7 separate regions of the Mus musculus genome follow, and all the other regions are linked to region 4. A link is a contact called in public HiCAR-type, HiChIP or PLAC-seq and promoter capture Hi-C data. All regions are on one chromosome and are shown on one strand. The core of a region is the stretch at or near the end of the contact, and the rest is flanking DNA. Distances in the headings are between cores, read along the strand shown.

Region 1 (2,722 bases), core at 94-2,593, 1.4 Mb before region 4:
CAGGTCGTCGTGAGCTGCCCAACCCTGGCGCTGAGAACACTAAATCAGGACCTTTGGAAGAGCAGTATGCACCTGTACTTCATCAAGCCTTCTCTCCAGCCTTTAGTTCCTGAATTTTAAATCTCTGGTTTCATTTAGACTTGCCCATCTATTCATTTTCCCCCACCCCACCCGAACTCCAAAGTTTACTGAAAACCAGCGTGACTAAAGAGTTCTTAGAAAAAGCAATTATCAAAACAGAAGAAAACACAGCAGGTTGAGGTATTTTTGTTTGTTTGTATGATTTTGTTTGTTTGTTTGTTTGTTTGTTTCAACCGCTGGTCCCAATCCTCGCCATGCCTATTTTTAAATCCGAAAAACAAAATTACCTTTCGATACAGTCAAAGCGGGCGACCACTGGGACCTCAGGATGTCAAGACAAATACTCCCGTTGCTGTTTATATTTGGGTGGTAGATTTTTGTTGTGAAAGCAATCTAAAGATAAAATGGAACAAAAAGGGTATTGGTTGCCACAAATAGGAGCAAACAGAACCGATCCACTCAAGGGTAAAAGGCGCTCATCTTTACACAGCTTTGGAGCAGACTTGTATACGCGCAGCTCAGCCCCTGGGAATCCGAAGGAGACCAACTTAGCTTAAGCTCCTTTTCTCCTCCAGGCGTTGGGAAGTGTCTGGGGTGTGGTGAGAAGTCTGCAGTAGCCGGTATGATGGGCTGAGTGACACCTGGACCAATTACTCTGGCTTTCATCACACCTCAAAACATTTCTCTTAACCTGACTGTCAGTGATACCCAGAAGGCCACTTGGATCTATAAACAGGACACAGAATCTGTCAGGGCGGACGTGGGATGCCTCAGCTTATCGCCTGTCCTTGGTGAACCACAGAGAAGCCGGGTCTTGACAGAGCCACTGTTGTGTGACGTCATCCGTATGATTTTTAAGCTGGGTGGTTTTTAAAGTGCTATAATTATTTCCCTGATGGCATATAAGTTCCTTTCCTTCCTTCCTTCTCACCCCCACCACTTGCCTCTTCTTTGGACTTTAAACCTCAGAAAACGTGTTTTCATCCCCTTCTGCCTTTCAGTGTCCCCACTGTGAGTCCCATCGTGAGGGGAACATGATGAAGCTCAATGTACATTCACTGAATACTTAAGTGTAGCCTGTAATTATAAAAAAACAATAGAAAAAAAAACCCAAAATGATCCATGCTATGGCCAACTAGGCACTGGCAACTGAGGTCTCCCCACCCCCATTCAGGGGGCCACAGGGGCGGATAGCTTGGGAAGTCCAGAGTGGTTTTACCAAGGGAACCAGGGCTGACAGCCGCTTGGGGATCCCCTTGGGGGTTGGGGACATAGCCGTTGTGCAGCCAGCCATAGCATGATTTTTTTTTTTTTAAAGTACACACTACACTTAAGAAAGCTGGGTCTGTTTTGGAAAGGTAACATTACGGATGGAAAAGCCTGCTTTCCTGACTGTAAAAACATTCCGAACAACTCATATCTCACAAGGAGGAAAAGCCCAGGAGCCTAGCAAGCATAGGAAAACAGCTGACTAAGAAAGAGCATTCTAGGGACGGAGAGATGGCTCAGTGGTTAGGAGTACCGGCTACTCCTCCAGAGGACCTGGGTTCAATTCCCTGCACCCACATGGCAGCTCACACCTGTTCTGTAACTCCAGTGCCAGGGGATCCGACACCCTCGTACAGACATACATGTAAGCAAAACCCCAATGCACATCAAATAAATTAGAAAAAAGGAGGGAGAGGAGGCTGCAGGGGAGAACTTTAGACCTGGAGGTCACACAAAGGGGCATGCACTTGCTAACCTACCTATGGTCTGTGACGTCACAAGATCACTCTAGACAAACAGTAAAAATCCCTGCTATGGGACAGATGCACAGGATAAATACCTTTGGTGGTTTAAAGGGATAGTCTGTCGGAAAGTGGACAGTGAGGAAGAAGACTCCACCTTGATAGGCGCTGTCAGGCTGAAATTACACGAGAGGGCGCATCAGACTCTGGCCACGGCACATACTCAACCCCTCTGAATGGTCCCCGGGAGTTAACAGTGGGAAGGATTTGCAGTTTCTTCACAATTCCACCAGTATCAGCTTGTAAAAAAACCCCACGATTCTTGCACCATGAGTTGGAGGAATTTCTATGGAGAACAGGCTCCTTCCCAGGTATGAAGTTACCCAAGGGGCCCACCAAGTTTAAAGGGAAGCACATGCGCATTCGCACAGCGGTGTGCTTTAACCAGACAGATCATGGGTCGAGGCCTGTGGGGAGGAAGGAGGATTCTCTAGAGCAGTCATCGCTGGTTTTAGAAGGTTACAACTAATATTTACCTTTTTAAATTTCAAAATATTAAGTTCTAATGTCTACACAGGTACAACCAAAGGGAAAAAGTGAGTAAGAGGGTTAAGTGGGTACCATTGTATGATTTACCTCAATATTCATTTGCAAGTAAGTACTTTATATTATAGAAGATAAAACTCTAAAACCAAGCTGGATGAATTCAGTGTTCATGATATGTTGAATTAAGAATCAACTTTAGTGTAATGGGGTGTGTGTGTGTGTGTGTGTGTGTGTGTGTGTATGTACATGTGTGTATATGTATGTGTGTATATGTACATGTGTATATATGTATGTGTGTGCGCATATGTGTGTATATGCATGTGTGTGTGTATGTATACGTGTGTGTACATGTGTCTACATGCAAT
Region 2 (2,882 bases), core at 363-2,862, 1.3 Mb before region 4:
ATAAGACATAGCTATGAAGTCTGTGGGAAGCTGGAGATGATCAAGGTTTGGCTTTCCAAAGAGGTTGATCATTCTTCTTGGGAGTGAAAGGTTAGGCTGTGATTCAGAGGCCAGACCTGAAAGTGGCCCCAAGTGTGTGCGTGTGTGAAAACATCTCCATAAACATCACAGCTCCATTCCCACCAAACCACTAGGACAGGATCCCTGTGACTGAAGGCAGTGTCAGAGCTCCTCCCAGCCAGTTCTCCAATTAGACTTCCCAGGATGGAACTTGCATGCTGGCAAATCACAAGCACAGTGATTCACCTTAAGAGGATTGCTCGTGCCAGGCGGGTTATCTGTTTGTAAGATACACAATCCTGTTTCCCAGGAAACAAACTGATCCATCCTAGGTTCACAGGACAGATAAGAGTGGCTGGAGAGGGAAGTGTTTTCTTCTCTATGAGGGTTAAAGATCCTTCCCCAGCCTTCGTGCCTGCAGCTCACTCCATTTATTATTGCAAAGGAAAGTTTCTATGGAGTTACTCACACACTCTCCCTTTTCCTAGACAGACACAAGTCAGTAAACCAAGTGTTTTAACTTGCTTGTTAAAATAAGGGCTGCCCTTATTTTTAGTTTGCTGGCTCTGGTTCTTTTAGAAAACAGTTCACTTGGTTCAGAAGTTAAACTGAGAAATTAGCTAGCGGTAGCTAAATATTAGCAGATTGTTCCTGAGTCTGTACTCCGCTCGCTCCAGCACCGGAGACGCGCCAAGCCTTAGATGAGTATACTCACAATGTAAGAACCAAGCACTTCAAAAATACTCAGAAAAAATATTCAGATTCATCCCTGGTAATCCCTAACTCGATCATGTTAACACCATTTCCCATCTGGTTTTGCATATAATTTGAAAGCCAACTTCTGGTTTTTTTTTTTTTTTTTTGGTGGTTTTTGTTTTTTTGTTTTTTTTTGTTTATTTGTTTGTTTGTTTGTTTTGTGCACCACTGCTAGCAGATCTGGGTGCATTTGACCTTCCACACACATCCAGCTTTTGCCTTCCTCTCTCGTGACTCCCACCCTAGCTTGCCTCCTCAGCTTCACCCCAGGCTGCTCAGCAGAGCCCAGAGGACTCCAGAGTTCTCCATTGCCCCAGCTTCGCCCACCCGCCCCCGTGTAGCAGCAAGAAGAGTCACTAAAATGCAAATCAAGTGGTTCCGCCATGGATCAGAATCCTACAGCAATTTTTTCTCATACTTAGGTGAGATCTGAAGTGTTCACTATCTCTTCCAGAATCTTCCGTTCCCTTATCTGTGACTTTGTTCTCTTATATCATTTCCAGCCGCTCTTATCAGATAAGGTACCTATCTGACTAACACAGCAACCGCAGTTCTGGTAGTGTAGTCATTTGCACTCAGCCTTGGGGAGGGGAGGTGGGGGGCGGGGGACACAACCGGGACCTGAATGACGCCTGACTGTCACACACCCTCAGAGTTCTATAAGCTCCAAGTGTGTCACAATCAGGAAGGTTTTTCCCTGGACAAAAATCATCCGGTGCCTCCTTACACAGGGGATGGTTCTGATTTATGGCCTCAGGAACTTGAAGTGATTGCTAGCTTTAATAGTCAACACTGTCCTCTAACCTAGGATTATCTGGGAAGAGAATCCCTATGAGGAGTTGTTTGGAATGGGTTGGCTTGTGGAAATGTCTTCGGGGCATGGTTTTTGTCCTTTTAACTGATGTGGAAAAATTCAGCCTGAAACTTTGTTTTGGGTGTGTGGGTGGGGTTCATGAGAAGGGAGAATTAGGTTACTGGGGATATAGTTTAGATGGCTCTCTGTCTTGATTGGTAGTTTTCAAGTTACAGAACCCCTTCCCTACTGTGCATGTCCCTTCCCATGATGCCCCTGGTTTTCATCTAAGCCTCGCCCCCTAAGGCTGCACAGCCCTCAGACTAGCACCACAAAGCTGGGGACCGAGGTCGGAGTCATAACAATACCACGTGTTGTTTCTAGTTGTCATCACAGCTGTCTAAGGTAGGTTTGCCGTTTTGAGGCGGGCTTCAAACTCACCCTGTACAGGCAAGGATGACCTTGAACTCCTAATTCTCCTGCCTCTCCCGCCCAAGTGCTGACCATGCTTCACCAATCGAAACTAAGCCCAGTTTTGAACAATTCCTTTCAACAATGGAGAAAGGAATTCAGGAAGAGGTCATCATGGTTTGTTTAAGGTCCTGTTAATAGTTAAGAACCAGCCAGGATGCTGGGCGTGGTGGCACATGCCTATAATCCCAGCACTTGAGAAGCAGAGGCAGGCAGATCTCTGAGATCAAGGCCAACCTTGGTCTACAGAGTGAGTTCCAGGATAGCCAGGGTTGCACAGAGAAACCCTGTCTTGAAAAACCAAAAAAAAAAAAAAGAATCAACCAGGAAGAGAATCTAAGTTAGGCATTTGTTTTTATCACTACTACTACTACTACTATTATTAGTATTATTTATTATTATAATATTTACACATCTCAGTTTATATAGCTGCCAAACAGGTCATTTCTACAAAGGAGTTTAAACTAGATTTAAAATTTGCTCATCTCAGCTCTCTAGGTTATTTGACAGATTTATAAAATGGATAAACAAACAAACAAACAAACAAACACTGTCCAACGTGCTGTTGTGGCTGGAAAAATCTATAATAGAATTACATGCAGAAAATGACACATAAATGAGAAGTACGGGTTTCTCGGCTCCTGGGATTCGTGGAGGCACCCTGCATGGCAGAGGTGAAGAAATGAGGGTTGCCTTGTTCCCACTGGGGAGTACTGCATACCCAGGAACAGATGTTTTAAATGTGCGCGGAATTATACTGGCTAATTAGTTATATTTGTGACACAACGATGGTTTTCTGATG
Region 3 (3,004 bases), core at 32-2,531, 1.4 Mb before region 4:
GCTGCGGGTAAAAGTTGCTGTCCTCAGTACCGAAAGATGCCTGTTTCCTACCACTCTAACTCAGAACATTTTCAGTCAAGTGTAGCTGGAAAGGTTGATAAAACGTTTGGGGAGCCAACCATTTCTTGTGAAATCAATTACCAAACACATTATCCACTGTTGGCGCATTTGCTTCTAAAGCGATCCCAAACACCACGTTCCCAGCAGCAAGGACTACCGCTGTAAAATGTTAAAAGATACTTGAGATAGGGGACAGGCCAACAAGAGAAGTGGGTGCGGTAAAGAATACAAAGAGAGGGTTGGAACCGATCCTATGTAAGGACTGACTGTCCCTTCGATTGTCTTCCTCATTCTCTATTCACACATCAAAGCATCCAAACAATTTAATTTGTGGTCCTTAGTGTTGTGTCTTCAACTCTACATCTAAGTTTATCGTGAGGGTGTGAAGAAAAAAATACAAAACAAAACCAACAACCTGCTTAGCTTACCTAGCCATGAATCACAGCCAGGAGCTCATCTTGCTGTGTATCAGCAACTATGTTCTCAGTACAGCTATGTGACCTGAAGTGGCAGCTGCGTGCAGAACCACCAAAATAGCAGGGGCAAGAGCTCTCTGCTGGCTCCTCGGCCCCAATCTCGCGTTCCCAGCCCTTTCCTCCCACTGAGCACCAGCCGACTGCAGAGCCCAGAAAGACCCAGCCCCACGCTCTGAGAATAAAGGCCGTAGGCCCACCACACCTTCCCTGCCCTCTCGGGGAACCCGGGGTGCGAACACAGCAAGGAGGGCTCCGGGGACATTGTGAGGACGCACAGCGGGATAGGGGACGAAGGCCGCCCGTTGCAGAGCAAGCCCCGGCCCAGCGGGGATGCACACACCCCGGGACAATCTGGCCACCCCACGGGCACCCGCACCCGAGGTTCTAGGCTCATCCTGGAAAGGGCACGACCGGATCGGGTCGCCCCGAGGTTCCAAGTACCCAGACCTTGCGGATGCACGCCTCACCTGTGCGGGCCGATCCGTACCCCGGCCTCCCCAGTGTCCGCGCCCCTCCCACACCGTGCGCCCCGGGTTCCTGGGGACATCTTGGGGACACCCAGGCCGGTTCTGGCAGCCACTCACTTTCTGGATCCGCTTCAGCGCCATGGGGCAGGCGGCGGGGGCTGCGGAGTGTCCGCGTGTCCCGGGCTGCCGCCTCGCAGGGCTGCTCCGTGTGCGCCCGGGCGCGGTGCGCGAGTGTGCGGGCGGCGGCGCCGGACTCTTTTGTTTCCGCCTTCGCTTGCTGGGAAGGAGCCTGCGCCCTCCCCGCCGCGCCCCGCCCGCCTGGCACACTGGGAAGTGTAGTCCCAGGCTCGGCCTCTGCCGCCCGCGCGGACGTCGTCCGGTCACCCGTGGGTGACAGCTGCGACCAGGCTGCTGCCGCTCCCTGCAGCCGCTCTGCAGAGCAAGGTCTCGAATCTGCAAAAACCCAGACAGCAGGTGAGCTGTCGCTCCTAGGAGCTGCTGTGAACCACGGCTCGCTCCTCCTCGCACAGACCCTGCGGCGGATCTTAACTTCCTTTGCAGATAATTCTGACTCTTCCCCGCTCGCCCCTGAGGGCGTGAGGAGTCTTCGTCAATTGTACTCCACCTTTCTTTCTTTCTTTCTTTCTTTCTTTCTTTCTTTCTTTCTTTCTTTCTTTCTTTCTTTCTTTCTTTCTTTCTTTCTTTCTTTCTTTCTTTCTTTCTTTCTTTCTTCCTTCCTTCCTTCCTTCCTTCCTTCCTTTCTTTCTTTCTTTTTTTTTTTTTGAAACAGGGTTTTCCTTTATGTCTTTTTGTCTCCACCTCCCAAAAACGGGATTGAAGACAGCTTTCCACACACCCAACCGTTACGTGGTCTCTGGCATCCGAACTCAGGTCCTCAGGCTTTGCGGCAAGCAGTTTACCCACTGAGGTGTCCTCCAGCCCCTTCTCAGTTCTTGTGATCTCAGATCTTGCTTGTCCTTTCAACCATGACTTCTTGGCTTGGCACCTGCAGGTCAGTCTTGGATTTCTGACGGCGTTGGTCAGTCTTAGGTTTCTGATGACTAAAGTCAATCCATTCCTTATCTAAAATGGTTTTGAATCCCATATTGCTTCTCAAAACACTCAACGCTCACTGTCGCGGCTTCCACAGTGTCTCTGCAGCTGGATCAGCCACATCTGGGAAGTTCTCTTCTCCGCCTTTGCAGTGGTCCACAGAAGACCAGCCCCACGCCCTCTGCAGAAACTAGAGATGGGTTGCGGCCCAGAAAGCTTCGAGGGACTGTGCTTTGCAGAGGTCCCCTCAAGCAGTCCTGCTCTGTCTGCATATTGGTCTACTTTCCTGTCCATCCGCCCCCCCTCCCCTTGTGTGTGTGTGTGTGTGTTTGTGAAATTATTTCCCAGGAGCTGTACTCCTTGTTTTTTGAGACAGAGTCTCTCACAGGGACCTGGAGCTCACCTATTGGGCTAACCTGGCCAGGTATCTGCTGTCTTTACCTGCTCAGCACTGATTTTACACACAAGCCCCACCATGCCTACATTTATGCTTGCTTGTCAACACTTTATAGACATTGTCTTCCCACTTATTATTATTATTAATTATTATTACTGCTTTATCTCACCCCAAAAGAAGAGTGGCATTAATGCAATTCATCTTTTTAGCTAGAGACCAAACCATAAATCAACCCTTCTTGTGTCAGATCATGGAACTCAGGGTCTCATGCACACTAGAATAAGTACACAGCGAACCACTTTTCATTGATCATATCCCAACCCCAGCTCAGGAGTGTTAGAAAACACTACTGATCAAAGAGACTTCTGGAAAATAGTAGCTAAGTCCTGACTCCTACAAAGAGTTGTACAGAGACTAGCTGGACACCTGAGCACCATCCTGCACGCTAGAACTGGAAGACTACCTTTATATTTTTCCAAATGGTGACCTTGTTAATGAAGTCAGAGATGTGCAGGCTGGTCTCGGGCTCCTGATGCATTCAGTGCTGTGTT
Region 4 (2,945 bases), core at 75-2,574:
AGAAAGAATCAAATCTGCAATTTTGTTTACCTGGCTTCATTTTTTCAAGGTTCATTGCTAGATTCCCATACAATAATACCCCATTTTTGGTTATTATAAATTTGTATTCCATTTACAGTAGTTCTTCTCATTCCTTGTGTCATGACAGGTTTGTTCTACTTTTGGCTCTTACAGATTTCGTGTGTTGTGTGCATTTTTGTGTTTATATGTTAATTTCCTTTGTAATTATACTTGGAAAATTATAGATCATCCAGTAATTCTATGTTTAACCCTTTGAGGAAACATTGTTTTCAAAACACACCCAGCAGTAACATGAGAGTTCCTCTTGCCCACATCTGTAGCACATCTTGGTTTCTGTTTACTCCTTCTCTGGAACACAAAGATGTTCTGCTTGTCTGATGTCTTAACATCCATTTCTGTTCTAAACAGTGACTTATTCATCTAATAATGAATTTTCTTTTAGTCATGCCTGGGAATGACTAAGCAAAGATCAGGAATTGTAAGCCGAACCTACTGCTTGGTGATTTTTTTTTTTTTTTTTTTTTTTTTGTAACCTCATCTTCATTATTGCAGTCTAGTTGGTCTCACATTTAAGGGATTGTTAAGGCCTCATTCCTTTAATCTGTTAGATGGTGCCACAGCAGTGCTCAACGTAGGTAGGGTTATTTATTGCCAGTCGCAAGGCGACACTTCTCAGTGGTGTATCTGCTCACCATTGAGTAGGCATTCTTCAATACCAATCTGTGAAAATGGTATCTAATATCGACTCTGCTTTAATCTCCAAAGCATCTTTAAAATTCCCTTCAGGAAATTTCCTCAGATACAGCTCAGGATTCAGCAGAGTATTTCAGAAAGCTGCTGGCTCTGGGTTCTCTAGGTGCAGCCTTCTTTCTCTCCCTCCTGCACTCTGGCGACCAACGCCCACCCTCAGTTTCAGCTGGGACTTGTCCACACAAGAGACCCAACTGGGATCTCTGATTAAGGTCTTTAAAAGCACAATGTTTTGAACTCATATAGTATTTACTTATAAGATCAGTATTCTTCAGCGTCGTGGAGGAGAGGCCCACCTCCTTTCTTCCGCAGCAGTACATTTAATAGGAAAGCGTGACTACTGGAACAGATAATAGCCTTTTTCCGGTGTCTGCACCCACCAAATTTTGCTTTCTCACTGTCTGGCCTTCAGCTATCAGTGCTTCCTACTGCGCAGGCTCAGAACCTCCAGCCAGCCCCCAGAACCGAAAAACCGCCTACGCTTGCGTACGGGGGCGGGACCGGAATCGACTCCGGCCAATGAAAAGAGGTGACGTCATTTAAAGTCCTGCCCACTTACCCAGAAACCAATCTCGACCTAGGCGGGCAGTCCAGGAGAATCCAAAGGCGTGGTGAGCGACAGAACGATGGCGGACGCGGAGAAAAACGCTGTTGCGGAGAAAAACAACGCTGTTGCGACGAAAGAGTGAGTGTGGAAGGCGAGGGCCTGGGGCGGCGGCTCGGGCAGTGGCGGCGGAGGGACAGTGGCGCCCTAGTTCAGGAGTGCGACTTCTGAGGGATCTTGTCACCCTAGCTGAGGAGTGCGGGCCCTAAGAGACGATGTCACCTGGATTCTGGAGTGTAGGCCCCGAGGAGCAGTTTCAATTAGAAAAGATAATGCAGCCCGAAAAGACTGTCATCCTACTCCATGAGTGTGGCCTTTGAGGGTTGATGTCGCCTCAATTCAGGAGTGCAGAATTTGACTGTGTGACAACGTCTCTTTTTTGGAATGATGCCTATTAGGGTCTTTGTGGCATTCTGCTGCAGGGGTATGACTAAGCAGGGACTTCTTTCTGTATGCGGAGTGATACATCTGGATGGCTGACGTAGGTCACCTTATGTCGGATGCTGCCTTTGAGGGACATTACCTCACCCACCCTGAGCCCTGTGGCGTAGTATTCTAAAAAAGCCAGCTCCATTACAGATGTCGTAACCAACCCTTTACCATTCTAGGACCTTCTGTCACAACCTTCTTCTTTAGTATTTTTTTATCTGTATCTCTGTCCTCTAGTGGATTGTTCCAGCCAATCTGGAAAGGCTGGGTGGGTTACACATCATACGTTCTGAGATCAGCCATTACTAGCATGTCTTCCAAGGCTTGCCTGAACTTTGGCTTTTCTCTGTTTCTGTATATATGCCCCTGCTGCTTTCAGACGGATTCATCGAGTTTTTACCCATTGTGACCCCCCCTATTTAAACATGTAGTCATGTCTGCACAGTCCCTATCCTCCAGTATTTCAGGTGATTTCCTCATGGCGCTTAGTTGCTACTGTATGTTGTCCAGGTACATGGTGTTTCTGATCTCAGCCTAAAGTCCCTTAAGACCCTTGGGTAGCCTCTGAGCATTGGCACCCTCCTGACATAGATGCCACTGCATATGTTCCTTCGAGCTCGTGTGGTACCATAGCACAATCTCACTCATGCCTTACAGGGTTCTGGCTGAGGCAGCAGCCATTCTAGAACCTGTAGGCTTGCAGGAAGAAGCAGAGCTGCCTGCCAAGATCATGGAGGAGTTTATGAGGGTATGTATGTGCAAAGTGGGACCCAGCGTTTCAGAAGACAGGGGGCGGGGCTGGTCCTGGGATAGCCTCTTGAAATAGTGGGCAGCAATGGGGAAGAACAAAATGGCTGGTCTCTAGTATCAGAAGGGAAGACTAATCCCTGCTTCTGTCCCCACGGTAAACAGAACTCGCGGAAGAAAGACAAACTGCTCTGTAGCCAGCTTCAAGTAGTGAACTTCTTACAGACTTTTCTGGCTCAGGAGGACACTGAGCAGAGCCCTGATGCTCTGGCTTCTGAAGATGCCAGTCGTGAGTAGGCTTGGGTTGTAGGTAGGGTGTGGGCTGAATGGTTGAAGCGGGAAGATGTGAGCCATGCCTGTGTCTGCCTCATGGGAAGGAAGGCTGTGAACGAGA
Region 5 (2,881 bases), core at 284-2,783, 1.3 Mb before region 4:
TGCGCACGAGTATAACAGAAGCCAGGGAATAGAAAGGAAACACCTGCTCAATCCTCAGAAGACCTCATCTCATTTTCATGTTGAAGGCTAGCGACCTAACAGTGATGTAATTCCAATCACAGACATGAGAACCAGTGAGTAAAAGAAGCACACATGTGGCCAGTGGAACTAAACACAAGGAAAACTGTGTTTGGGATTAAAGGCGTGCGCCACCACGCTCGGCACTCGGGAGGCAGAGGCAGGCGGATTTCTGAGTTCGAGGCCAGCCTGGTCTACAAAGTGAGTTCCAGGACAGCCAGGGCTACACAGAGAAACCCTGTCTCGAAAAACCAAAAAAAAAAAAAAAAAAAAAAAAAAAACTGTGTCTGTGTTTGGGCCCTACTTGTTGATGAAATGACTTGGTCTGTTATAGCGCAGGGTGGGCTGGGTCCACAGTGCCCAGGGCAGTGGAAAAGGACAGGAAAAGCTACACCCATGTTTAGCAGGAGTTCACTGTATGGGAGGAGAAGAAATCTATGTTTGGATTTGCAGGGCCCTGTCTAAATTATCAAGACACATGTATTTGACACAAAGAGAATAGCCTTCCCTTGAGGTGTGTGCTGGGCCTCAGCTGACAGCACACTCTCACATCCAGCCCTACTTCAGTGACTCCAAGCCTCATCTCCAAGTTAACAGTGAAGTCCCCAGGATGCTGGGTATCTCTGTGTTAAGGCCCTTCATCTTTACTAACACTTATGGCCAACGAATCTCTTCAACACTGTAGTGAGGAGGGTGGAGCTATCCTTTCCCGGGTTCTCCATTCTGTGGCTGCCTTTTCAAACCCAGAAGCTTGGCTGTGTCTGCTTGTCCTTTGCTGCTGACGTCTGCAGGGTTGCTGTGACTAGGCTTGTTGTCAAGGTGCCTGGCAACTGGTTTTCAGGTTCAGGCTCCTAGGCTGCTTATACTGCTCTTCTGGGCTGCTGTCCCCTCGGCTACAGCGCTAAACCATCTTGATGGAAAGATAACATTTACCTCTTTATCCTTCATCCTCTGCAGGAGGATTGGCCCTATTGAGTCTGAGAGCCTTGAAAGTTCTCATTCGGTTCAACACAAACCTCTGTTGTCATTTCAAAATGCACCAGTCTGGGTGAGGCAGGAAAGAGGGACATAAGTGTACGGGCTCCTCTCACTCTGGCACCTCTTACCCAGCTGGGTTAGAGGGAATGTGCACTTTTCCTAACTTCACTGTTTGTGTGTGCACCCACACTTCCCATGCATGCACATGTATGAGCAGTGGCACACATGTAGCGGTCAGAGGACAGTCTTGGGTGTTGGCTCTCACTTCCACCTTGTTTGGGACAGGATCTCCTCCATTGGCTGCTGTGGAGGCCACAGGATATGCCTGTATGTTCTGAAGGCTTTTACCGCTGCCTCCTGTTTCTGTAGGAAGCTCGGATTGCACATCGCTTTTTTTTGTCCAGCTTTCCGTGGGTTCTGGGGATGCTAACTTCCTCCTGGTGCTTGTCCCAGCTGTGCCCACTCATCCCTCTCCTCCAGCCTTAAGAACTAAAACATGAATCATAGTTTCATTGAGAATTTGGACAGGATTGCTTTCCGTAGGAACAGGGAGAACTATTTCTTTTCTTCCTTTTCTCCTCATACCCAAACCCATGCTTTCAAGGTAATGTGTGAGAAGGAGCTTTTGTTGAGAGACAGCAAGTTTTCTGTGGCAGATGTGTGCAGGCGCTGAGATGGGCGGTGACAGAGCAACAGTGCGTGTGAGAGTAGCAAGAGAGAAGTAGGTGGGGTCACTTGGATTCAGTCCCCAGTTTACTGATGTCAAACTTCACAAAATCCTTAAGATCCTAAGAAATCTCATTCTGAGCCAGACAGTGTTGTGTTGGTGGGGAGGTGCCCACAGCTTTGTAATGCTGGGCCTCCCCTTCGCTCCAATGATGTCTGGTCACACGGAGCAGACATTTGTCTGTTGATGCTGTTACCATGTCCATTGGCTCTAGATCTACCTAAGTCTCTCACCTCCAGCATCTCCTCTTTTTGTTTTTCTCTGGGGGTTGTTTGAATGGTACGGTTGCCTGTCATTAATTAAGGTTTTTCTCCAATAGCAGATGTGTACCTAAAACTGGAAGATGTGACTCATAAGTTTAACAAACCCTGTATAATGGACGTGAAGATTGGGCGGAAGAGCTACGACCCCTTTGCGTCATCAGAGAAGATTCAGCAGCAGGTCAGCAAGTACCCTCTGATGGAGGAGATCGGGTTCCTGGTGCTCGGCATGAGGGTAAGAACGGTTTCCGTGACGCTTTCCTTACGCAACACTCCATGTAGTGTGAGCTAAAAGGACAGGCATTTTATCCGTTGCTCTATGGTCTGTAGTCAGCAACATTAGTTCTGACACATAGTAGGCAATTAATGCATAATGGCCAGACCCTAAGATGCATTTGTTTTAGGGTTGAGAAGGTTGAAGTTTGAGTGTATAATAAAGATTAAAAGTGAACATGTTCTTTGTACTTTTCCTATAAGAAGAGCCATTTATAACTTTTGGCTTTTTGAAACAGGATCTCACTGTGTGGCCCTGACTGTTCTAGAAATTGCTTTGTAGACCAGGCTGGTCTTGAACTCAGAGACTCACCTGTCTGCCTCCCCATGCTGGGGAAAAGAACTGTTTGTGTTTTTGTTTAAAGATTTATTTATTATTATAAATAAGTACACTGTAGCTGTCTTCAGATGCACCAGAAGAGAACATCAGATCTCATTATGGGTGGTTGCTGGGATTTGAACTCATGACCTTTGGAAGAGCAGTCAGTGCTCTTACTTGCTGAGCCATCTCGCCAGCCCAAGAACTATTATATAAGTAGGAAAAAAAATCTACATTATTTCATAC
Region 6 (2,700 bases), core at 97-2,596, 1.5 Mb before region 4:
CAAGTTATTGTTTAGGAAAACATGTTGTTCTCTCTTAAAATAACCCTCTTAATTGTTCCGAGAAGCCACTGCATTTCCAGAGAGGAATAACTTGCTCCCATACTGCGATACATTGACAGATAAAGTCAAAATAAGTCACGCAGACAGCAATAAAAGCGAGTCTGTGGACCTCCAAGCTTCCCGGGATGAAGGATGAGAGCTACCGAATCCTCACCTCTCTCCCTTCCTGGGAGCAGGGGCCAGATCTCCTCAAGTCTTAAAAATAATGCACATTCCAGCTACCTCATCTCTGCCTTTGGATGTGGGAGGTGAGCCACACAGGTAGGCTGCGAATGGACATTTTTAAAGGTCAAAATGACCTTGGATCTGTTACTGCTCACTCTAATCCTAAAGCAATAAATCAGCATTTGCTTCCGATCCAGTGTGGAGAAAGTTTCTCTTCCTGGGAAAATCCCAGAAACTCTATAAAGAATTTGAAAAAAATTTTTTTTAAATTAAAAACCCAAAATATGAAAGTCAAGTCAGACTCCCACAGCTGCAAGGGAGAAGTTTATGGACTGAATGTAACTCAAGATGTCTTTTAGGACTGCCCTGACACATGCTACCCTGACACATGCTACCCTCGCACTGCCAGGGCACAGATCCCCACGCCTGGGTGACTTGCTCCAGCTCAAGACTCCGGCGTGGGGGCGGGGGCTCCCAGCTGAAGCCTTGACATCTGCAGCGCTTTTCCAGGCGACGAGAGCAGGCCCTAGCTGGAGGAAGCGGATACTAAGGAGGGGAGGGAAAAGACGCGGCAGGGGTGGCAGAGATTCCAGGCTGCGGGAAGCCGGGCAAAGTCCCGCACACTGGGCGGTCCCGTAGTGTAAGGATGCCACGGCCCAGATGTCCCAGCTGCAGCTGGCACCGCCGCGGTCCTAACAGCAACTTCGGAGCTGCAGCACAAACTCGGGCCTCCAGCTCCTCGGATCCGAGCAAGCTGACAAAGTTGGGGGGGAGGGAGGGTGTCCCGTGAGCGGACTGAGAGACGATCCTGTGGCGGACTTGGGAGAGGATTAGGAGCAGGGGCATGCCTACCTTGGAGCATGGCCTCGAGTTTCTTCCTGTCCACGCGGAAGCGCTCCTCGCTCCACTCCGGGCTGTGCAAGAGGGGCGCCGCGGCCACCAGATCGTCCTCGGAGCCGGCCACCGGCGAGTCGGTGCTGCGCTCGCTGTTGGAGCCGGGGTCCGACTGCGCCGCCGCCAGGTAGCCCGGCTCGCTCTGCGAGGCCATGGTGCGAGCGGCGCTCGGGCTGCCGCCGCCCCGGCCCCGGCCGATGTGGCTCGGCGCGCCGCAGCGCTAGCTCGTGCCCCCGCCGCCGCCGTGGCCGCGGGAAGCCCTGCGCATCCCCGCCTCGGGCGCCGCCCCCCGCCCCGCCGCGCCGATCGCCTGCGCCCCGGCCCCCGCCCGCCCGCAGCGCCCGCTCCGAGCGCACAGAGCCGCCCGCGCCTCCGGCCGCCGCCAGCCCCGCCGCCGCCTCGCGCGCTCATTGGCCGGCCAGGCCCACGGGGAGCAGCGGGCGGGAGCGGCCAGCCCGCGCCCTCTCACACGCACCACGTCCACACGCCGCGCGGCGCCGCCCGGAATGCCTGACCCATCGCGTGGACCCTCGGGCTCTCGGACCCCCTCACCCAGTTCGAGCCTAGCGCTCCTGGGGTGCCCCGCCAGACGCCCTCGTCACTTACTGCCACTTTTTTGTACTTTGATGGAGACTCCATCAAAACTCACAAACTTTGATGGAGACTCCATCAAAAACTCACTCCTGCCAGGCGTACAAGCTTGCTTATCCACACCCGAATCCCTTACTGTCACTTTTCTATCCCTATACCCGAATTCCATCCCTCTCCATACTCAGAATACTCCAAACTTAGATCAAGTTCACCCCAAAGTGCTCAAAGGGTATGCTCCCAAGTCCAGTCCTATTTACAGACCCTCAGAACACCCTGAGTCTGTCCCACAAGCCTGAATGAGAATAGAGAGTAATAAAAGGAGATCTGGGGACAAGAGGGATTGATGACCAACTTTTGCAGATGTCAGAGTAGACTTGACTTGTGTGCACCTAATCGGTCCAATCCAAAGATACCTTCGCCAGATGTGCCCTTCTCTGACTTTAATTTCAGGCCTTGATTCAACAAGACACTACTTTCGCCACCTTAAGCATCTATCTCTGTCTGAGATCACAGAAATGGCTGGCTCATTCTCTAGACAGGCTGGGAGCTCCTCTCTGTTCTAGGCGGCCCACAGATGAAAGCCTCGCAACTTCTGATGCTGACTGCCCGCCAGCCCACGCACCATCACTCTCAAAGCGGAGCATAGAGCTCAGAGGATGAAGTCCTGCTGTGAGCTTGGAACACTCGCCCCCACGCCACACAGAATCGTACTGCCTTTTATTAAATGACCAAACGCACAAGAGTATCTGTTCTACGTAGGAGGATGATGGTGTTAAATATGGTAGAAAAGCACTGTGCTACCGAGGGAAGAAGTAGGTTTACAAGTGGGGTGAGCCATAGGGTTCACCTGGGGCCCATAGATAATCATACAGTGTGTGTTTGAATCAAAACTCTTACAGGGGGCTGGAGACGTGACTCAGAACATAAGTACACTGGCTGTCAAGCCAGACAACCTGAGTTAGACCCTCAGGCCTCACATGGTGGAAAGAG
Region 7 (2,805 bases), core at 137-2,636, 1.3 Mb before region 4:
ATAGGTTCAGCACTGCAGAGGTTGATACAAGAGGATTTCAAGGTTAGCTTGGGCTATAGAGATCATGTCTCAAAAAGACAAACAAAACAGATTTTTAAAAACCACGAAGAAAACTTAAGTTCACCAAAGTGGATGCATTTAAAGGAGTCCCCAAATGGCTACCCTTTAAAATAAAGTTTGCAGAGAATCATTTCTTTTTGTCTGTAGTATTTTTAAACTATCTGCATGGGCTTTAGCATGATGGCTCAGTGGGAAAAGGTGCCTGCTGTCAAGATGGATGACCTGGGTTTGATCCCTGGGACTCACAGGGTGGAAGAGAATCCGCTCCTACAAGTTATCTATTCACTTCCACACAAGCCATGGCACTAGGTACAGACACACTCACACAAATAAATGTTAAGAAAATAAAATAAAAAACTTGTTCTCCCTATCTGCCCAGTCAGTTTCGTCGATATTAAGTAGAACTTTCCAGTATATAGAACCAACCTACTACAAAACTAAGGTCCCACTTCCCCAGTCAGTCACCCTGTGGGCAACCAGGCTAGAGAGGCACGGTTCACCCCCCAAAACCCCCGTCCTTCCTGACACCCTGACGTTGGGGACTGGTCACGTTAGGGATAGTTACAGAACCGAGCAGTATAGACGATCCCTATTTGCTGAATGAATCAGTGGGGCTCACTGTAATTTAATTTTTTTACTTTTACTCAACTAAAGGTTAGAAGTAACCAAACCCTGGGGTGTGGCGTTTTTATATCGGGGCAGTCAGTCACGCATATCGCACAGGTTGTAGTAATTTTAACAGTTGATCACCAGGGACTTTACACTAGCCAAGTTTCACAAATTCAATTCTAGTCAGATTTCTACAAACTTCTGTTTTCAACGCTAGGGAAAAAGGCCATTTTCAGTGGTTTCTCAGACCACTGTCACCAGCGGCCGGATGCAAAGTACGAAAGAAACTTGGAAATTGAAGACCTTGGATTGGGTTTCTTTACCTAGAATTACAAAGCCAGCAAAAGCAAAACACCTACGACGTGACCAGTCCCCGGTGTCAGGGTCTCAGGAAGCGCAGGAGCGTTTTGGGGTGGACTGCGCCCCGCTATCTTGGTTGCTCACAGCGTGGCTGGCCCGGGAAGTGGTCCAGGGCCGGGATGCCGGCCCGCACCAGCATCCCCCGAGCGCTCCGCAGGCCTGCGCCTGCCCTTGTGCTGGTCAAGGTGACAGTCCGGATAAGGGTGGCGGGGACCGGCCGCGGGCGGCTCACCTCGCACAGCGGAGTTGGAGCTGAGGCCCATGGCGCGGGCAGCAGGAAGGCCGTGGCAGGACCGCGCGAGCGAGCGCTGGGGACCGCGGAGACTTGGGCAAGACGCGACCTCGGGGCCCACTCACTGCCACTGCGCAGGCGCCGCGGCAAGCTGGGAGCGCGTGTGCCGGCGCGCCGGTAGAGTCGCGCATGCGCAGCTGGTCCAACCCGGCAGACGGGTGAGGATTTGACAACCGCGGGATAGCCTTAGGCGCCAAGGCGGTGACTGCGTCTGCGCCGCCCGGGCGAGCCTATCCAGGCCGGGTTTTACCGTCGGTCCAGTTGAGAGCGTTTCAGGTGACTCAGGACAAGTACCTGCAGGACTGTCGGCCGATGGCCTGCCGATCCTTTGACTTTTGGTAATAAGTTACACAAGGTGTGGCCAGCTCAGCTGTGGGTCCTGCAAATCTGACCAGCTCCACTGTGGGTCCCGCAAAGACAGATTTTGCCTTAGGATGCCAGTGCAGGCACACGGGCATCGATGGAGCTGTGTCTAGAGCTTCCTCTAGCCACATTGGGCCTCCATCCCTTCAGCCTCTGACCCTGCCACTCATGCATCCAGAAAGTCCCAGAAAGACAAAAACAAAAACAACTTGCTTCGGCTGGTGAAGCAGCTCAGCGGCTCTCTGCTTTCACAACGGTATGGTGTTTGCCCAACATGCACAACACTCTGCCTTCAATTCCCAGCATTGCCATGAATAAATAAACATAAGTAGACTGTCCACTTAGAAAAACGATTTAGAAGGCTGCAGTGGCTTAGATGCCTAGGACCAGCTTCTGCATGGAGAGGGGTTCTGAGAGAAGGGGTGCCTGGGAGCGGCGAAAACAAACGACTTGGGTCCAAGCTGGCGGCCTTGGTTCTGCTAAGATGGCTTTCCAAATTGCCCGCCCTCTTTCCCTCCTTCAGTCTGTCTCTCTCTCTTTTTCTCTCTGTGTTCTGCTCTGATGTAGACAGATTTTCTTGCTATTTTACAAATTCTGATTGAGATAGCTTTCTCTGCTAGTAAAACTAGAAGCTATCAGGAAAAACTGCTACAAAAAATTATTGGATCTTCAAACCAAGTCGGAAATTCTCTCAAGAAAATATTCTTGAAGAGCTGTTTTCGATCTCCAGAGATCTCCATACAGCTCTGCTCTCCTTAGAGGAAATTCTATTTTTTTTTTTTCTTTTGGTTTTTTGAGACAGGGTTTCTCTGTATAGCCCTGGCTGTCCTGGCACTCACTTTGTAGACCAGGCTGGCCTCGAACTCAGAAATCCGCCTGCCTCTGCCTCCCAAGTGCTGGGATTAAAGGCGTGCGCCACCACGCCCCGCTTAGAGGAAATTCTAAAGAACTGTTATTGCTGTCTGCTAGCTCAAAAGTCCTGGTTTGTTTTTTTTTTTTTTTTCATTTTTCTTTTTAAATTTACACCTCAATTCAATTATTTATTCCAGGTTCTCTTTTGATTATCCTATGAATCAGCATCCCCTGACCCCACCCCTTTGATTCTTAGGAAAACAGCAAGC

What was found. HiCAR-type assays count read pairs that join an accessible place to other places. HiChIP or PLAC-seq counts read pairs in DNA pulled down with a chosen protein or histone mark. Capture Hi-C pulls out chosen DNA fragments and counts their contacts.
Region 1: an H3K27ac HiChIP or PLAC-seq map of large pre-B cells shows a contact between it and region 4, with 7 times the contacts expected there. The contact joins the enhancer-like site here to the promoter of Zwint in region 4. A contact is called at or near these places in 2 of 39 promoter capture datasets (hematopoietic stem and progenitor cells and pre-B cells) and 4 of 115 datasets of contacts at active chromatin or transcription factors (astrocytes, large pre-B cells, microglia and 1 more).
Region 2: an H3K27ac HiChIP or PLAC-seq map of extraembryonic endoderm stem cells shows a contact between it and region 4, with 8 times the contacts expected there. The contact joins the enhancer-like site here to the promoter of Zwint in region 4. A contact is called at or near these places in 8 of 39 promoter capture datasets (cranial neural crest, embryonic stem cells, frontonasal cranial neural crest and 5 more), 3 of 484 Hi-C or Micro-C datasets (cerebellar granule neurons, cortical neurons and liver), 9 of 115 datasets of contacts at active chromatin or transcription factors (acute myeloid leukemia, differentiating embryonic stem cells, embryonic stem cells and 5 more) and 2 of 9 other capture datasets (adipose tissue and embryonic stem cells).
Region 3: an H3K27ac HiChIP or PLAC-seq map of double positive thymocytes shows a contact between it and region 4, with 7 times the contacts expected there. The contact joins the promoter of Ube2d1 here to the promoter of Zwint in region 4. A contact is called at or near these places in 10 of 39 promoter capture datasets (the 3T3-L1 cell line, the SN4741 cell line, cranial neural crest and 5 more), 2 of 484 Hi-C or Micro-C datasets (B cells and liver), 8 of 115 datasets of contacts at active chromatin or transcription factors (astrocytes, double positive thymocytes, extraembryonic endoderm stem cells and 5 more) and 2 of 9 other capture datasets (adipose tissue and liver).
Region 5: a contact with region 4 is called in an H3K27ac HiChIP or PLAC-seq map of acute myeloid leukemia, with 6 times the contacts expected there. The contact joins the enhancer-like site here to the promoter of Zwint in region 4. A contact is called at or near these places in 3 of 39 promoter capture datasets (cranial neural crest, embryonic stem cells and pre-B cells), 6 of 115 datasets of contacts at active chromatin or transcription factors (the NIH/3T3 cell line, acute myeloid leukemia, embryonic fibroblasts and 2 more) and 3 of 9 other capture datasets (adipose tissue, embryonic stem cells and liver).
Region 6: a HiCAR-type map of astrocytes shows a contact between it and region 4, with 4 times the contacts expected there. The contact joins the promoter of Bicc1 here to the promoter of Zwint in region 4. A contact is called at or near these places in 1 of 39 promoter capture datasets (embryonic stem cells) and 2 of 115 datasets of contacts at active chromatin or transcription factors (astrocytes and embryonic stem cells).
Region 7: a promoter capture Hi-C map of adipose tissue shows a contact between it and region 4, with 11 times the contacts expected there. The contact joins the promoter of Cisd1 here to the promoter of Zwint in region 4. A contact is called at or near these places in 9 of 39 promoter capture datasets (the HPC-7 cell line, cranial neural crest, embryonic stem cells and 5 more), 14 of 484 Hi-C or Micro-C datasets (CD4 T cells, CD8 T cells, the G1E-ER4 cell line and 7 more), 21 of 115 datasets of contacts at active chromatin or transcription factors (DN3 thymocytes, Th17 cells, acute myeloid leukemia and 12 more) and 5 of 9 other capture datasets (adipose tissue, embryonic stem cells, liver and 2 more).

Annotation. Positions count from the first base shown.
Region 1 is chr10:71,257,833-71,260,554 of GRCm38.p6, forward strand. Ube2d1 (ubiquitin-conjugating enzyme E2D 1) reads right to left here. Exons shown (of 7, transcript NM_145420.2): 4 at 1,910-1,987; 5 at 369-474. Among named protein-coding and RNA genes, the nearest start is that of Tfam, 21 kb to the left of the region's middle. Within about 2 kb of position 1,344, at least 17 of the 459 cell types and tissues checked have an H3K27ac peak or open chromatin away from gene starts, as enhancers often do.
Region 2 is chr10:71,398,224-71,401,105 of GRCm38.p6, forward strand. No RefSeq gene overlaps it. Among named protein-coding and RNA genes, the nearest start is that of Ipmk, 52 kb to the left of the region's middle. Within about 2 kb of position 1,613, at least 28 of the 459 cell types and tissues checked have an H3K27ac peak or open chromatin away from gene starts, as enhancers often do. A contact at or near this core is called in extraembryonic endoderm stem cells, where this site is marked.
Region 3 is chr10:71,283,981-71,286,984 of GRCm38.p6, forward strand. It overlaps Ube2d1 (ubiquitin-conjugating enzyme E2D 1), which reads right to left and starts at 1,282. Exons shown (of 7, transcript NM_145420.2): 1 at 1,121-1,282. The coding sequence starts at 1,144.
Region 4 is chr10:72,653,522-72,656,466 of GRCm38.p6, forward strand. It overlaps Zwint (ZW10 interactor), which reads left to right and starts at 1,325. Exons shown (of 8, transcript NM_001293683.1): 1 at 1,325-1,456; 2 at 2,462-2,552; 3 at 2,717-2,840. The coding sequence starts at 1,398.
Region 5 is chr10:71,370,603-71,373,483 of GRCm38.p6, forward strand. Ipmk (inositol polyphosphate multikinase) reads left to right here. Exons shown (of 6, transcript NM_027184.2): 4 at 2,106-2,278. Among named protein-coding and RNA genes, the nearest start is that of Ipmk, 24 kb to the left of the region's middle. Within about 2 kb of position 1,534, at least 19 of the 459 cell types and tissues checked have an H3K27ac peak or open chromatin away from gene starts, as enhancers often do. A contact at or near this core is called in acute myeloid leukemia, where this site is marked.
Region 6 is chr10:71,158,344-71,161,043 of GRCm38.p6, forward strand. It overlaps Bicc1 (BicC family RNA binding protein 1), which reads right to left and starts at 1,347. Exons shown (of 21, transcript NM_031397.3): 1 at 1,078-1,347. The coding sequence starts at 1,273.
Region 7 is chr10:71,343,463-71,346,267 of GRCm38.p6, forward strand. It overlaps Cisd1 (CDGSH iron sulfur domain 1), which reads right to left and starts at 1,387. Exons shown (of 3, transcript NM_134007.4): 1 at 1,262-1,387. The coding sequence starts at 1,292.